3 separate regions of the Zea mays genome follow, and regions 1 and 3 are each linked to region 2. A link is a contact called in public Hi-C data. All regions are on one chromosome and are shown on one strand. Each heading gives the region's core, a stretch centred on a gene start, on an enhancer-like site or on the middle of the called end of the contact. The rest is flanking DNA. Distances are from core to core; before and after follow the strand shown.

Evidence for each region. Hi-C and Micro-C count contacts between places; a contact is called where the count stands out from the background.
Region 1: a contact with region 2 is called in a Hi-C map of leaf, with 6 times the contacts expected there. The contact joins the promoter of LOC100384329 here to the promoter of LOC100281279 in region 2. A contact is called at or near these places in 3 of 25 Hi-C or Micro-C datasets (ear, leaf and tassel).
Region 3: a Hi-C map of leaf shows a contact between it and region 2, with 10 times the contacts expected there. The contact joins the promoter of LOC103646060 here to the promoter of LOC100281279 in region 2. A contact is called at or near these places in 19 of 25 Hi-C or Micro-C datasets (bundle sheath, ear, endosperm and 5 more) and 2 of 3 datasets of contacts at active chromatin or transcription factors (leaf and seedling).

What each region holds. Positions count from the first base shown.
Region 1 is chr2:17,354,186-17,357,559 of Zm-B73-REFERENCE-NAM-5.0, reverse strand. It overlaps LOC100384329, which reads right to left and starts at 1,284. Exons shown (of 6, transcript XM_008670260.4): 1 at 398-1,284. The coding sequence starts at 1,111.
Region 2 is chr2:17,541,984-17,545,394 of Zm-B73-REFERENCE-NAM-5.0, reverse strand. LOC100281279 reads right to left here and starts at 1,261. Exons shown (of 4, transcript NM_001154198.3): 1 at 682-1,261; 2 at 1-161. The coding sequence starts at 1,086.
Region 3 is chr2:17,757,465-17,761,131 of Zm-B73-REFERENCE-NAM-5.0, reverse strand. LOC103646060 (probable methyltransferase PMT13) reads right to left here and starts at 2,091. Exons shown (of 7, transcript XM_008670787.3): 1 at 1,451-2,091; 2 at 645-848; 3 at 352-562; 4 at 3-264. The coding sequence starts at 1,834.

The DNA of each region.
Region 1 (3,374 bases), core at 35-2,534, 190 kb after region 2:
GCAGAGATTTCAAATCTACTCATCATACGCTTCAGCAGTGATCCGGCTCAGCCTGTCACAGCAAACAGCGTGTGACAGTTCACTGCAGCTTGACTACCGTTATTCGATGCTCTCTAATCGGGGCGGGCACGAGGTTTACCTGGGTCAGACCCGTTCACAGAGACAAAACCTCATACCCGACAAGCGGAGAAGGGATTGGAAACTTCCGACACCCGCCGCAACGCTAGCAAAATGCCATTCCCGACTCCCGAGAAGTCCGTTCGCTCAATTCCCCAATCTCTGACTGAAATTGACCTCGAATTTGTGCAGGCTTTCATAAACGCATTCTTGCGTGCACGTGATCATTTCGAGCAAATGGAGTGTGCGTTCACGTGCGGTCGCGATCGAGGTGGCTTACCCCGCAGCCGGTGTCAAGAGCGGTCCGGATGGATCCGTCGTGGAGGGGGATAAGCTTGCCGATGTCGTCGATGTAGGCGCCGGCGCCGCGAGGGAACATGGTGCCGCCCCCGGGGAAGCGGAACTTGTCGCCGTCGACGCGGATCCAATTCTGCACCGCCTTCTCGACGCTGAGCTCCTTGTGCGGCACGTTGGCGAACCAGGCGACGTCGCGGCTGGCCGGCCACGGGAACGGGTTGCGGTAGCCCTTGGGCGCCGGGACGAGGCACCGGAGGCGCTCGCCGGCCGCGGGGCAGTGGCGCTCCCGGTAGACGAGGCGGTCGCGGGGGAACCGCAAGGAACGCTCCACGTCCTCGCAGGGCGTGTACTCGGAGTACTTGGCGGGGCATGCTTCGTAGTTGCGATGGCGGAGCGCGCCCTCCGCCTCCACCCCCTCCGCCGTGTGGTGCGCGGCGAAGTCGAGCGGTCCCGCGGGGGGAGACGAGGAGGCGGTCGTCGGGGCGGGGGTGGCGCAGGAGACGGCGGTGGCGATAGAGACCGAGGAGGAGGAGTCGCCGGCGGCGGGCCCCGCGGAGAAGCCGCCGTGGTGCCAGATGCCGAGGAGGTAGGACAGCGAGCAGAGGACGGCGACGGCCGCGAGGTGGAGCATCGATGGGCGGCGCGCGGCCGCGGCCGCCGACGGGAGGAGCTTCGTGGCGGTCGCGCCCACCGCCATGGTGTTGACGGCCCTGCTGCTACTGCTGCTTCTTCTCTCCGGCTCCGCTGCCTGGCTGCTTTTCGTGGGTGCGCTCACTTAAAGCGCACGGCTGGCGGCTCGGACGTGTAGGCTGAGACGCGGGGAGGCCGTGAAAGGGAGTCGCGCCGCATGTGCGTTCGATTTGACACACGGGGGGAGACGGAGGAGGTAGAGAAGTGCGTTTTATTACGTGAATGAGGCAGACAGGAAGGCAGCCTCTGTTTTTTTTTTCATGCAAACGGTCGAGCCTTGCGAACACCTGGCGTGGTCCGGTGTTAACCTGGAAACTCCGGCAAGTGGAGTTGGCTGGCCTCCGTATTGCCACGGATGATAAGGCTCTTCATAAAAAGTTTTGTAACACTTTTGCTAACGACATCATCATAAGTGCTATAAAACTATGAATAAAACAATATCGCTCAATGCAATATTTCACGTCACTATTTTCAATTAAATATCGCAACTCAATGTGCAATAGAAATTAGTAAATTATGTGAATATGAAACAAATCACTTTCAATTGAGGTTTCACGCGGTTTCTAAGACCTTAAAAACGAGTTGACATGGTCTCGTCCCAATAGAACTAATTTCATCTCATGAAACCCAATCCATTTAAATGCTATCATATGTCACCAAAAAATCTAATGTGCTATTAAATGTGCATGAAACCACCATTGAGAATACCCTAACGGGGAATTCACTATTGAAGAATAGCTTCTCATCTTCGTTCCCGCGACGAATTTTTTTCCCCGCGAAGATCCTCACGAACGCTGGCGTGAATATTTTTCTCCATCCTCGTTTTCCGTAGATAAATCCTCACGGGGCCATGTCCCTGCTTAAATTATAGTTAAACATTTACCCTTTGTAATGCAAAACATTATTGTCGGCGTTTCGAGACAGGGGGGTCCCTAAGCCGACGAGTGAGTGTGCTGCGTGCCCCAGCCCAGATGGGTCGAGCGCGTGGGCGAGCGCGAAGGGGGGAGAGGCGAGGTGGCCGGAGTCGAGCGTGAGAGAGGTGGAAGTCCCGCGGCCTTCGTGTTCGTCCCGCGCCCAGGTCAGGTGCGCTTGCAGTAGGGGGGTTACAAGCGTCCACGCGGGTGAGGGAAGCGAGCGGCCCCAAGAGAGCGCCTGTCCCGTCCTCGGTCCCGCGCGGCCAACCTTCTCTAAGAAGGCCCTGGTCCTCCCTTTTATAGTCGTAAGGAGAGGATCCAGGTGTACAATGGGGGGTGTAGCAGAGTGCTACGTGTCTAGCGGAGAGAGAGCTAGTGCCCTAGGTACATGCCAATGTGGCAGCCGGAGAGATCTTGGCACCTTGCTGGCGTGATGTCGTGGCTGTCGGAGGTGCGACGGAGCCTGGCGGAGGGACAGCTGTTGGAGCGGTCAAGTCCCTGCTGACGTCGTCCTGCTTCCGTAAGAGAGCTGGGGGCCGCCGTCGTCACAGAGCTGGTGGAGCGCCATCATTGCCCATCCGGCGGAGCTGGCCGGATGGGATGCCGGTCTTGTTCTCCGTGACCCGAGTCGATTTGGGGTAGGGTGATGATGGCGCTCCCTGTTGACGTGGCGGGTCTGTGCCCTAGGCAGGGTGACGTGGGGGCTCCTCCGAAGCCGAGGTTGAGTCTGTCTTCTGTTGCCGAAGCCGAGCCCGAGCCATGGGGTCGGGCGAGGCGGAAGTCGTTCGGCCGAGGCCAGGGCTGAGTCCGAGCCCTGGGGTCGGGCGAGGCGGAGTTTCGTCGTCTTCCGGGTCTTAGCCAGAGTCCGAGCCCTGGGGTCGGGCGGAGCGGAGTTCGCCGTCTTCCGGGTCTTAGCCCGAGTCCGAGCCCTGGGGTCGGGCGGAGCGGAGTTCGTCGTCTTCCGGGTCTTAGCCCGAGTCCGAGCCCTGGGGTCGGGCGGAGCGGAGTTCGCCGTCTTCCGGGTCTTAGCCCGAGTCCGAGCCCTGGGGTCGGGCGGAGCGGAGTTCGCCGTCTTCCGGGTCTTAGCCCGAGTCCGAGCCCTGGGGTCGGGCGGAGCGGAGTTCGCCGTCTTCCGGGTCTTAGCCCAAGTCCGAGCCCTGGGGTCGGGCGGAGCGGAGTTCACCGTGGCGCCTTTGGCAAGGCCTGACTGCCTGTCAGACTCACTCTGTCGAGTGGCACCGCAGTCGGAGTGGCGCAGGCGGCGCTGTCCTTCTGTCAGACTGGTCAGAGGAGCGGTGGAGTGACGGCGGTCACTTCGGCTCTGCCGGGGGGGGGCGCGTGTCAGGATAAAGGTGT
Region 2 (3,411 bases), core at 12-2,511:
TGCTGCGAGCGAATTGCGCGACACGCGCGCGCGCGCGCCTGGACGCGGACGAGCGCGTGCATGCATCGCAGCGTCTCCGCCGCCTGCCGCCGCACAATGTTGCCCCGGACCAGCGCCTGCAGCTTCACCAGCCCCCTCAACGCCTTCAGCGCCCGCCTCGCCTTCAATAACACAGGGGGTTAGTTAATCAGCAATGGTCCCATGGCCATGGGCATCTACAGTACAAAGCTGAGGTTGGCATCTCGCAACTTGCCATACCAACCCACCACCGCCATTACTACGCGGCTACGGCGGTAGCCGCCTGCAATAACAGTAACGCAGTAACTAGTCGCAAAACGGCAAAAAGAAAGGCCTTCCGATCTCCTGCGAAGGGAACGGAGTTAAAGCGGCCATGGCCATGCCTTGCTTCCTGAAACGAAGCCTAGAAGGTGCAGGCAGTAAAGACGACGGCAGACCTGACGCCCAACGTGCCTTCTCCATGTACGTTACACATGAACCCACAAATTTCTATCGATACCATGCAAAAGGAGATTTTTTTTGGAACCAACAAAAGGCCACTTCTTCCGTTTTTAAAGTTAGCTTTTCGTGACAAGCTGTAGCTTAAAAAGATTTCTTTATTTTTTGGAGATTTCAATAAAAAGATTTAGTAACTGAAGAGTGAGGAGTCTGTGAGATGCCAACCAGGTAGCCACGGAAAGCGGCCTGGATCCGAACAGCCGCCCACTCCTCCCGCTTCGCGGCGGCCGGCGGTGGGCACCGGCCGGAGCTCGTCAACCGCACCACGGCGGCGGCCGCCTGGGCAGCAGCGACGGCGGCCTCTGCCACCGCCGCCGTCGCCGCGGCCACAGCGATAGCACGCTTGCTCTGCTCGTCGTCCGCCTCATCCGGCGCCGCCGCAAACCCCCGGCGAGGCGTCGCCGTGGGCTGCACCGAAGGCGTCCGAGGCCGTTCCGGCGCTGGCGCGGGGTCCTTTTCCCGGAAGGACTTCCCGAATCCCCAGAGCTTCTTCTCCTTCGCCGGCTTCGTCACGGCGGCCTTCCTGCCGCCGCCGAGCAGCCCGCGCAGCCACCTAGGCGCCCAGCCCATCTCCGCCTCTCTACCGCCCGTCGGCCGGCCGCCCCATGAGGCTTTCTTGGTTCCAGCACTTGGCCGGAGCACGGGGTAAAGAAAGAGCGGGAGATGAAACCAAAACAGTGAAATGAACACACGCTTCACCGAGAAGAGAGAAAGGCAGCAGGAGAGGAAGGGACTGGGAGAGTCTAGCGGAAGATTGGACAGGCTAGTCTTTATAGAGGAAGCACAGACTGTGGGGCCGTTTTATGCGAATAGTTTATAATATTCCGGGGCGAGACTGCTAAGGCCCTGTTTGGGAACACAGTTTTTCCAAACGGTAGTTTTTCAAACACTAAAGTATACTTTAGTCATGACATTACTATAGTTTATATTGCTTCAGTTTTCGAATACAACAGTATCCAATACATCAAGGTGTTTGGCAAAAACTTTGGTTGAGACCAATCAGCCAGAGCGGGACCCAGCTGATGCTCTCTTTACATATAAAAACTTTGGCTGAGACTAAAGTTTCCAAAACTGCAAAACAAGTGTAGTATTTACAATACTACAGTTTTGTATACAGAGATTTTAGATAAGTTACCAAACACCTCAAAGTATATAATATCATAGTATTGCTCAATACTACAGTATTGCTTTAATACTGCAGAAAAACTTTGTTCCCAAACATCCCCTAAACTTCTGTAGCATTTTAGACTCTAGGACGGTTAAAATTGTGAAATACTAGCCAAATTGATGGCGGTATGATAATAAAGTAGAGTTATGTTTTTTTTTCTCTATCGCTGCAATGCCAGCCGCCAGGTGATGATCCTCTCTGCTCCAGTGCTCCGTCGGTCGCATAGCCGGCAGTGTTTGACCGTTTCTTCCACAGTCATACATTGCTATAAGTTGTGGCCGTCCCGTAGTCCGTAGATGAATGTAATTAACTACTGAGAGCAGCTTTAAGAAAGTATGCAAAAAATTGGATCCAGAATCTATTATTTGGCCATTTAAAAAATAAAAACATTCACAAAAAATAACCTAATACAATAGAGTTTTAAAACATGTCATTTTATATTTTTTGAAACAGCGATGTAGGTGAAAACGGGTCGGGTATACCCGTTGGGTACCGAATACGGATAGTGCAAATACCCGTTTTTCGATACGAATTCGGGTATTTTTATATCCGGACGTATACGGGTAATACCCGGATACTGTAGCTTCGGATTCGCGTCGGATACGGAACGGGCACTATCCGGTAAATACCCGGATGTTCGGGTCGGATACGGGTACCTGTTTTTTCTTTTTATGCATAATAATATATTTATAAAATCATAACTTTTACATATGAAATCGGATGAAGATAAAGTTTATATGAAAATTGTAGAGCTCGAAGAGATCTAAAACTTTGTAGTACATCATTTTTTGTTTAAACATATATTTAGGCCAAAATAATTAAAATTATGTCCAATTTTATATAAATTAATATATTTTATTATTTTTATGTGGGAGGTTAAGGTTATCTCTACTGGAACTTAAGATTATCTTTGTATAGACTATTTATTAGTATTGGTAACTTACTTGTAATTTTCGGTCGACACTACGTTATTTGATGGATTTAATTTTATTTTTATGATTTTCAACGACAAAAAATTAATAATATATAAATAGCCTTAAAAAATCATTCCACAAGGAGGATCGGCTGGGCTATGCAACCTGGTCAATATCTGGTCGCCTTCAACATTACCTGGTTTCAGGACAAGATTAACCAATGACCAGAGCAGATTAATAAACCGACGAGATACGCTTGGATTCCCTTAATAACAACCAGATCATGCCAAGCATGAACAACGACGTCGTTGTTGTGCTTGTGTGTGGGGAAGGGATGCGGACTTTGCAGAGTTAGTGTGATTATGGGCGACACAATTAGTAAAATAATCTTAACTAACAGTTAGTGAAACAACATCTATTGTTATTGGGAATCTTGTAAAGAGGACCGGAGGTTTCATTTTAGTATTTGACACAGTTAGTAAAATAATCTTTACTGACATTTATGAATGAGGTCTGTTACATAGATGTAAGGTTGAGAAAAAATATGACTCACAAAAGGAGATGAGATGTGGCCACAATGTGATCGATTGCTCAACATTTGAAAAAAAATGAAATCATATGGATTGAAAACAAATGTATAAATAGTGATTTTGGTTTTGTAGACGCAATAGAATACATGATCGAATTTAGTGTATATATATGGTCATGCTGTTAAGAGACGAACTTTAATTAGCATCCATTTATTTATCCTGGACCAACAATGATTTAAATTTGTTGGGATGTGACGCCAGTGTCCAAGGGAACGTAACACAG
Region 3 (3,667 bases), core at 842-3,341, 210 kb before region 2:
ACCATGCTTCATCTGGATCATAGTCGGTGCTACAAAGATCAAGGCCAAATCCATTTTGGTTAGGAAGACATGAAGCCTCAGCAGGTTTCTTCCAAATGGCAGTATTACCATCTACAGTGATCAATTTGTAACACAAAGCTCCTGCCATTGCTTGAAGTTCATCCCATTCCTTCTCCTGATTCTTCCATCTCACAGGGGGGCCTGATATGATTAGATAGCCCCCATGCCTTAGCAGACGGTCAGCTTCAATAAAGTAAGATCCATCTGCCAGTGTGTACAAATCAGAGGCTGGTAGAAAAGTGTGTATATGTCCAAGCAGTTTATGGTTTGCAGAAGAAGGAAATTACTTACTATAGGCAGTAAAAGGTATCAAACACCGGGAACAATGGACAAAATCAAAGGACTGTGCTGGAAAAGGAAGACGGCGAGTGCCCAACATCAAAAGAAATGCTGGAACTCCTCTCTCCAAAGCAAATTGTATTTGAGACTTATGTGAATCTCTTGGTGCAAATGAAAGTGTCATGATATTCTCCTTAAGCAAAAATCCACCAAAGCTAGCAACCTTCAGAGAGGAAAAGATCATTATGACCAAAACTCCTAAAAGTAAAACCAGAAGTCTTCCCAAGTTCAGATTAACATATTACCCCGCATCCCATATCAAGACCAGTCCTGATGACACCAGTTTTCATTGGAACATACTGGCTAAGCTTTTCAATATATTGTTCAGCTCCATCAGGGAACATAGTCCCACCGCCAGGAAAAATGAAGTACGAACCTTCATGCTTCATCCACCCTTGATGACCTTTTCTTTCAGCAATCTTACCATAAGGCATGTTGTCATGCCAGATCTGAAAGGAGAGCAATAACCATGAACAATAAATATCAATCGAACAGATGAAAATTTAATCTGTGTACTAGGATAAACACATGAAACAGAAATACCCATTTATAGACGGAATCAAAAGTACCTAAGTGATTATGTGCCCCCTGTTTAGGGTCATGTTACCAACGCAATGCAAAACGTCCTGATAGCTAGACTATCAGGTACACTAACACCAAATGTCCGATCACTTACTTTCCTACAAAACTGTCACCACTACTGAGAGCACGCATTTCACCGGCTACGCCCTACCCTCAAAAATAAACAAACAATCCAGAACCCACAACTCATAATTGCATACCAGGAAGTCTATTTCTGAGATGACCACTTGCAGCTAGATGCAGAAGTCAAGCATACACTAGCACGAAGCTACAGTTACAAAACCAAGCCAGTCTAAGCTTCGCTGAACGAATAAGGCCCTACAGTGCACATAACTCGAACCCAGTCGATATCCAGCGTTAGATGCGCTGGAACAACCATGTTCTATGCTAGCATCCGACCCTCCAAAGAGTGACGTAATTAACAAGCGATAAGTTCTGAGTGTCAAAGGCCAATGCCGACAACATGCACCTTGTGGAGGCTCTCGGGCCAGGGCACAGGAATGCGGTAACCTCGGGGCGGCGGCACAAGGCACGCGAGCGCCTCGCCACGAGTTGGGCAGTGGCGCTCCCGGTAGTAGTTCATCTCGCGGCTGAGGCGGGAGCTGCGGCGCGGGTCCTCGCAGGGGAGGAGGTCCACCTCAGAGGCAGCGCACGGCGGCACCGTGCCGCCGGCGCGGGCGACAGAGGGGGTGGTTAGGATGGGGTCCCCGCGCCGCGGAGTGAAGACGAGCGCGAGGAAGACGACCACGGCGATGAGGAAGACCCCCCATACGACGTCGAGGAACGACCACTGCCATCCGCCACCCGAGAAGGCGCCCCGGCGATGGGGCGGCAGGGAGCTGAGGAGCCCCATGGGAGTGGGAAACGGTGGGAGTGTGCGGGCTCGATCGGATCAGGGGTTTGATTTCCGAGTTTTTTCCCCCCTTTGCGTGTTGCCGTGTTGCATATCGGTGCTTTTCGCGGAATGTCGGGGGCCTCGGGGCATGAATCGAATTTGTGTTCCAGATAGCGGTAACTGTAACAAATTGTTCGGTTAATCCCTTTATGAAGTGGACGAGATTAGAAAAAATTATGAAAAAAATTGATTTGTTTGGGATTTAAACTCACACAAACCACATAATCTATATGAATTGAGAGTTGGATACTGATAATTCTAATTTCTACTGCTCCTTAGACGTGCTCATTAGATCATATATATCACCATATAAAACACTGTTTTTTTTGTACGTACTGTTTACACCCGTTACCTATGGAGTGAGCGAGATTAGAAAAAATTGTGAAGAAATTTGACTTATCTGAGATTTAAATCTACCCAATCCCACATAAACTATATAGATTAAGAGATAACCGAATAAGCCCTAAACTGGGATACTGATAATTCTAATTTCTACTGCTCCTTAGATGTTGGATTAATGTGGGCTTGGCCCAAATTAATACTCAATAATAGTCAATGCTAATGGCCCACTTTAATGCTATGGTGTACTAATTATTTAGTACCATATTGGAAGTTCAAAGGACAAATCAATCAACTTAAATAGGTGGACCATTGGTGCATCTATTGAGAAGTTGAGAAAAGGATGAAGGACTGCCACACGCGCGCGCGCGCCGCCGCCGGCCGGGCCGGGCCGTGGCCGTGGCCGTGGTAGATCGGACCTTGGTCCGCCGCCGCCGGCCGGGCCGGGCCGTGGCCGTGGCTCGTGGCTCGTGGTAGATCGGACCTTGGTCCGAATATTCCTTTCAAACGGTTGCGCATTTTGCCTGGAGTGATGACCGTCATGATAACCGTCTGTTTCCTATCTTATGGCTAGTAACGGACGTCAGTTACTGTCGAGTGATGACCGTCATGATAACCGTCCGTTTCCTATCTTATGGCTAGTAACGGACGTCAGTTACTGTCGTCAGTTTCCAGCTCTAATGCGCGACCGTTTCTGTCCGTTGTTCTTCTCCCTTCTTCTGACCGCCTATAAGAATGGAGAGGGAGGGCTCTTCCAGTTACGCGAATTATCTCACGCGAATTGCAAACAACACATTCCCGTCCCATCTTCTGCGAGCACAGAGAGAGTGGGAGAGCAGGCCTCCGAAATCACCGACCGCAGAGATACACTTGCACGGGTGTGCGGGCGATCAGATTTTTGGGGAGCGTCTTCGCGACTGCTCGCGTGATCGTCCACAGCTTGCTGTTCGTCGCCTTCCCAAGTTGACGCGTGCTGCTGTTCTTCTTCCCGGTGACCGTTCGAGGGACTGCACTGCGTACATCTTCCTGCACCGACTTCGTACGGCTACATCGAACAAACACACGAGATGTCTCGTGTGAATGGAGCCACTGGTGCCTTGAGCATCGGTCCCTCCGCTGGGTACACTCTGTTCTTCGTATTTATGCATGTTTCATTGTTGTTTACTGCTTATGCGAGTAGTTATACACACATGCACATACATGTCATCACATATATCGCACTGATTATCTGGATTAAATTAAAACTAAAAATGCCTAACTTTCTAACAATCCAAAAATCTGATATTAGGCATTTTTCTGTTAGTGGTTTTGCTGCTGCGTTAAAACCAAGTGAACCTTTTGATGGGACGTTTTACAAGAGATGGCGTAGTAAGATGATACTGTGGTTGACCGCAATGAACTGCTATCACGCCGCACAGGGGAAACCCGAACAGTTCACTCCTGAAGAGGAGA